Regions from separate parts of the Mus musculus genome. Here region 1 is linked to region 2. Evidence: chromatin contacts called from public promoter capture Hi-C data. All regions are on one chromosome and are shown on one strand. Each heading gives the region's core, a stretch centred on a gene start, on an enhancer-like site or on the middle of the called end of the contact. The rest is flanking DNA. Distances are from core to core; before and after follow the strand shown.

Evidence for each region. Promoter capture Hi-C pulls out the DNA fragments that hold promoters and counts their contacts.
Region 1: a promoter capture Hi-C map of hippocampal neurons shows a contact between it and region 2, with 2.5 times the contacts expected there. The contact joins the promoter of Ctxn2 here to the enhancer-like site in region 2. A contact is called at or near these places in 13 of 39 promoter capture datasets (the 3T3-L1 cell line, 3T3-L1-derived adipocytes, the C10 cell line and 9 more) and 3 of 115 datasets of contacts at active chromatin or transcription factors (the 230-238 cell line, cardiomyocytes and neural tube).

The regions. Positions count from the first base shown.
Region 1 is chr2:125,135,381-125,138,806 of GRCm38.p6, reverse strand. It overlaps Ctxn2 (cortexin 2), which reads right to left and starts at 2,115. Exons shown (of 2, transcript NM_001162934.1): 1 at 1,527-2,115.
Region 2 is chr2:124,639,265-124,642,613 of GRCm38.p6, reverse strand. It overlaps a transcript of Sema6d not described here. Among named protein-coding and RNA genes, the nearest start is that of Sema6d, 13 kb to the left of the region's middle. Within about 2 kb of position 1,908, at least 40 of the 459 cell types and tissues checked have an H3K27ac peak or open chromatin away from gene starts, as enhancers often do. A contact at or near this core is called in epiblast stem cells and hippocampal neurons, where this site is marked.

The DNA.
Region 1 (3,426 bases), core at 866-3,365, 500 kb before region 2:
CCCTTTGGCCTTCATCCTTGAAGCACTTCAAATACTGATGCTTGAGGCCTAGCTTTTTTCAAAGAATTTCCCAAATTTTCATATTTTATTTGACATACAAAATGAATTCTGCGTCTCATTTCAATAGTAACCAAGTCTGAAGTTTTTAAAAAACATATCACTAAGTTTTCTGAGCTTTGTCTCTTTCCATTAGTATGGAGTATAATATTATATAATATATTGCTAGCAACAATGTCACAAACAAATGAAAGTCTTCAGTTACAACACTGACTACTTCATGATGAACAAGGTCTCAAAGCCACTTTTCACCTGGGATTAAAGACACATTTTCAGTAATTGGAAGAGATAGAAAAGTACACTCATTAGGTTCCATAGAACAGATATTGTAAAGCTAATGTCAGGAGGAAAATAATATTTTAGTACTATGTTCACTGAGACATAGAAAATGAATGAATTATGAGAGAAATAGATTACAAAGGAACAAAGCTATGAATTGATTTTTATTTTACAAAAGCCCATATGAAAACCAGCAGTTGTCAAGAGAATAAGTGAATTTTTGAAAAAAAGAGTTGAATGTAAGCCAAATCCAGGTAGAATTTACTTTAAGTGTAATATACCCTGGGTTACTAACATCATCAACACTGCTCCGATTAACCATCAGCATCCCTCTATGGAATGATTGAAATACTCAAGTGTATTGTTATATGAATTCTGACACTGATAAAAGATTGTTAATTTTGAATTAATGATTCGATACTTTGGTAGTGAGCAAGCACATTCAATGTGTCTCTTTTCTTTCATAGCAAACGTCAGATACAGGGCTCTCTAAGTCCTGATGAGTCATAGCATTGGCCCATGGCAGTACCTGTAGATATCAAAGGGCCCTATGTCATGGAGTCACTTTGTAGTTAGCAACAAATAACTGACAACAACAACAACAACGTCCTCTGTGCTCAGTTGTTTACATCATATTATTGCCAGTAACTGACTAAAGAGAGTATTTTTATACCTGCTATGTAACCTTTCGTGTTCATGAGTAAATGTGGTAGGTAAATTTTTTACTGTGAATTATTTACTGATTAGGAGCTATCAAATTCATTTTTCAAAAAACGGTTATTTAATTGCCACAGATTAGCATGCAGTTGCAGAAGCTAATGGTAAAGTGTAGGCACCTCCTAAGAACCTCCCATGTCTTTATTTTAATCAACAGGTTTTCCTTCTTGTTTATTTATCTAGCAATAACATCATAAACATTAAATCTGAAATAGTTATACTTGGAGTGCAAGATGATTGCACTCTAATGAGAGGATACTTGTAATTTTATGAAACAAGACATGCAAACTCAAGCTTAAAAAAAAATCACAAGCTCTTCTGTACAAAAACAACAGACCCTTCATCAAATATAAAGGTTGCTAAATCCTGTTTAAATAAGCAATAGCAGAAAGCACTACTGAGGCCACATCTGTACACAGCTATCATTTAGGAATGGATGTGTTGGAATCAAAAGAAAACCTTAAATTACAAACCCAGATGTCTTCATCATGCTGAAGTGCATGCATTTTGGTTTCCTAGAGTTCCAAAACCTCGGATCTTCAAGAATCTACCCCAAAGCTCTGGAGACGTCAACCTTGAGAGATTTTCCTTAAGAGAACAACTGGCTGGCTCCTCAGACACCCATTCCTTCCAAAGCACTGGTCGATCTGAAAATTCTCAACATGTCTCACTAAAGAAGCCTAGACCATTGCTAGTGTTCTACCTTGCGTTGTCGCCAGTTGCCTTCTACATATTAAACTGCAGGAAGCATGGAAACTTCCTACAAGACACTATGGGAGAAACATCAGCAATCTGTATACACACAACACGTTTTCTTTCTTTCTTTTTTCTTTCTTGACAGCATCAGCAGCTGCAGAGGCATTCGTTTCTTTTTAGAATTTGAGCTCACCAAACCTACAAGCTCTCCCTGCCCCCCACTCGGCTCTCCTGTTTCTAAAATCCAAGAGAAAAAGGACACCTTCTCCTGGGGACTGGCGCTGGAACCCTGTTGGTGAATGCTGAGGAAGGGGGAGAAAGTTACTTCGCAGGCAGCAGGGATGGATGGGCTCACCTTCCATGTTTGTTGCCATGGAGATGAATTCCAGCCAGTAGACTTGTTGGCAGGTTTGTCTGTGCTCGCCGATCTCGGTTCGTGTAAACGGCGTGTTCTGAGGACCTGCGTGGAGTCACAGGACCGTGGGTAGCGCTTTCCTGGCCTACGTGTGTAAATAATGTCTGTGTCTGGGTGAGAGACAGGACACGGGCAGCCGCGGAAGGACCCGTGCGCGAGTGTTTGCAGGAAAATGTGTGTGCATGTGTGCCTTTCTCCGATGTGACAATGTGTAAATATTTGCGAGTATGTAGATGTGAAAGCAACGAGGTGGGACGTGAGATAGGGAAGGGACTAACAGCAGCAACAGGGTCTGGTTTTCAGGTCCGTCAGAAAAAGCAGAGACCAGGGCTCGTTTTCACTCACATCGCATCCTGAAGCTTAGCAATCGGGGTTCGTCACTATTTGTGCATCTTGGGGTAGTGAGGATTTAATTAATTCATTGCGAAAATCCTTGTCTCTGTTATGTCCCCAGCTGTGCCGAAGGCATTTCGCTGTGAGTGGAAACAGCAGTCCCGGGTTGTTAGAAGGCACTAGATTTTTATGTTTCCTTTGATCAGACAAAGGAAAAAAACGGTGTGAAAAGTGCACTGGTTTAACCGAATACTGATGCGTCACTTAGTCTTTTGGTGTTCATTTCCACTACCCACGCCCCCTTTACTCCACCCCACCCCTTCCCGCAGACGCCCTGGAGCTGTCCGCAGTGCTGAAACGCTGAAGCTGACCTCTTTCCTGCAAGAAGATACTGAACTACCATTGTGACAAAACCATTAGGTAGATGCGGTGCAGGTTTTCTAAAACGTGGTTGAATATTCACATTGTAAACAGACCTCACTGGAAGCAAAGCAGAACACGTTAAAGCAACACAGCCACCGGCCCTCTCACCTCTCCTCGAGAGGTTCCTCCACACTCACCTTTAGTATTATTAACAGCCATCATGTTTTGTCACGATTCCCAGAACCTATCCTTGGCACGCACCTGTAGATTCCCTACGAACTTAATTGCTCATCTTATGAACTCTTCAGTCGTTAATATTTGAGAAAATGCAGATACAGAATTTGTACATTATCATTGCTGCTGTTGTTATTTAGTGGAGAACTTGGGCGTGACGATATTTGACAAATTTTATGACTATCTAGAGTATTATCACTTAGGAAATGAAACAGTCTTACAAAGATGTTGCACAGAGTGTCAGCCACAAATGGAATATCTACATCATTTCCTTCAAATCCCAAAGACTATTGAGGGAGAGGAAGAGGAAAGATGATGAGAACCAGAGGGTA
Region 2 (3,349 bases), core at 659-3,158:
CCACTTGTGCATATTTTCAGCTTATTTTATGTGCCTGCAAAAAGCTGGGAAGTTGAAGTTTGGTGAAAAGCAACAGGTTTTCATTAAGTGTCTGGATGTTCTTACAGCAATGACAATTACTATCAGAATCGGCAATGCTCTGCTGATTCTATTCATAATTTGAAGAGGAACTGAAGTGAAAACAAATTGAGCAGGAAGGGACAGAAAACAGGATATAACCTGTCTTGGCCGAATTCTAAGCAAACTGAATAGGGATTGCACAATGTGTCCTGTAATCAGAACCACTGCTCTGGGGCAGATACTTCCAGTCAAAACTTGCCTACAAGCTTTTGCCAGGCAACCTCAACTCAGATAGGATAACATTTTTTTTTAAGCTAAATTGTTCTAGCAACAATCCTCATTGAAAGAAAGAAAAAAACCCACAAGCAACTGATGGCAAGCAACTGATGGGGAGATGAGACCGAGATCTTAGCAGAAAGAATGTGCTATCCAGGGCAAACGATAAATCATCTTGAGAGATCAAGATGAGGACCAGATCTTTGAGACTATAAACAAGAACCTTTGCAATGATCATGAAAGGAAGAAAGAGAGAAAGAAAGAAAGAAAGAAAGAAAGAAAGAAAGAAAGAAAAGGAGGAAGGAAGAAAGGAGGGAAGGAAGGAAGGAAGGAAGGAAGGAAGGAAAGGAGGGAGGGAGGGAGGGAGGGAGGGAGGAAGGAAGGAAGGAAGGAAGGAAGGAAGGGAGGAAAAGAAGGGAGGGAGGGAGGAAGGGAGGAAGGAAGGGAGGCGCAAAGGAAGGAAGGAAAGGAGGGAGGGAGGGAGGGAGGGAGGGAGGAAGGAAGGAAGGAAGGAAGGAAGGAAGGAAGGGAGGAAAAGAAGGGAGGGAGGGAGGGAGGGAGGGAGGGAGGGAGGGAGGGAGGGAGGAAGGAAGGAGCAAAGGAAGGAAGGAAAGAAAGAACACACAGCAGGGGACTTTGGTGACTGAATGAATAACTGGGTAACTGCCTTTTTGGTTGCTGTTATTTTTACCCAGAGGACACAATGGTCTTCAAGGCTAACTAGTTAGGAGGGACATAGGCAGGAAGGTCATCCATCCATCATTATCTGCTCTCCACGCCAGGTGCCAGCCAGGCTGCTCCCTCTCTTTAGCCTCTAGAAAAAGTAACTGCTCTAGACAAAAGCAGAACCCAGGCTCCTGGGACGACAGGATGCCAAAGGCCTCAGCTTGTCTTTGGAACACCAGCTTACTCCACCAGATGACCTGCTGTGGCTGCCATATGGCCTGTGTGTGACATTCTGCTTGGGATAATGGGGTCTGGGTGTGTGCCTCGTTCTGCCCACGGGGTCTGGATGACAGAAGTCAGGAATGTGTGCTCCTATTCTACGGATTTGTCAGGTGCAATCCCTCTGTAGCTTTAGCTTTTAATATTATTCAAGGTGCCTTTTCAGAGAGCATGAATATTACCCAGGCATGGGGAAACTAAGGAGGTCTACTGCTATTATTTCTATCTGGCAAGGAAAGAAATGAGCAGGAAGTTAAGGGACTTGGGAAGCAAAACTGCTGAAGCTGGTGCACGGGTGCAGTGATCTCTGCTCAGCACAGCACTTGGAGAGCAACAGCACCTCACTGCCTCACTGCTGGGAGGAGCCATTGCCTTCACGCGCAGGCACAGGGCTGAGCAATCCGCTTAGAGAGGGCTTCAGATGCTGTCCTGATTTGAAGTTGTTGAGGAAGGGTTACATTTCTAACAACTCAGAGAAAGAAAAGTGCTATTTAAAAATCAAAGGAAGCAGCATGGAAAGCCAAGAACAGTAGGTCCTACTCACCCAGTGATCAGCCACCTTGTATCTGCCTTCTGTATGCACACAGAGACATGCGCATATGCATACAAGCAAGTTCCTATGACAGGAGGGGATGTTTACCCCGACAGACCTAAAGGATCCTTAGCATGAGTCACCAGCATCCACAAGCAGATCTGACTTGATTCACAAGCAGACAGATAGGGAGCTGGACTCTGCTACTGTTGTCACTTCCAGGGAGTTATTAGTTTGCTTGCTTTTCTTTCTTTCTTGCCCCCCACCCCACCAAAAAAAGAAAAACCCATTAACTTATTTTGACAGACAATTTTTTATTGTATGGATGGAAATTCCTGAAGAGTTAGGCTCAGCTCACCAGTCCAGCACCAAAAATGAACCCGTAATCAAGAATGGGAACCAGGTGGATTCCATGGCTGGCAGAATTTCTGAGAGGGACCACACAGATATGGGCCACACCTCACCTGCAACTCTCTGACGATGGACTTTGGGGACCTCTGGAGCCAGAGAGGCAGAACTGGAGTCTAGGTAAATCCACACAAGTTTTCAGGGTCTCAGCTGTTAATTTTGACTAAGTAAATGCAGGACAAAGGTGTTAGCAGAGTTTGACTTTTCTGTTTTTTTTTTTTTTTTTTTTTTTGGCTTACTCCACCCATTACTGAACAGTGAAATGTAGGCCAATGAACATGGATTCTATAGGCCAATGAACACAGGTCCTACAGACTGATGAACTCAGGTTCTAGCTGGGCTGCTGAGGAGTCTAGCTCTACTATTTACCAAGCTACCTTGGGCAAGCTAATTAACCCCTTTGCACTTCTGTTACCCTGTAAATGGGGTAAGATAGGAGTAGCCACCTCATAGGATTACCAGGAGGATAGGACTGGCCCTCTAAAGAGCTTATCGAAGTTCCTGGCACAGGGGAACACTGTAATTGTTATTATTCAGGGAGAGTATCAGGAAGCCTGTTTAAAGCTAAAGCCACAACCTTGAGGAAGGGTATGGGGCTCTAAAGCTGGAGATAACCATGCTTCAAACATGTAAACCCTTATCTACACTTATTCTTCCTCCCTCTATGAATCACCCCAGGGGTTGCTAATCTTACCTTCATTATCAAACACACCTGGAGGTAAGAGGAGGCTAGAAAAAAAATCTGGGTTTTCCTTTTAAACCCTTAAAGGCTTTGAAGGAGCCAAGAGGCCATCAGAAGGCAAAGCCCCTCCTCCAGCTTCTGTTTCCTCATCAGCCGGAGCTGGAGCTGGAGCTGGAGCTGGAGCTAGCATCCAGATGAGTTCCAGGGCTGTTCCTAAATCATCAGGTTTTATGTTTGTGGATTTGGTGCCTGGGTTGAAAAGGGCTCTTTAACCAAATGATTTCCAATTCATCCTTCTAAATTTCTGCCATAGCATCAGCGTTGCCTAGGATACAAAGTGCATGGGCTTGCTCTCAACCCGGAGACAGCAGGGCTCTGCTCCGAAATCTCTGCCCATGATCTTCTAAGCCAAACCACAAATGGGATTTGCAGGGCAAATGAGTCTC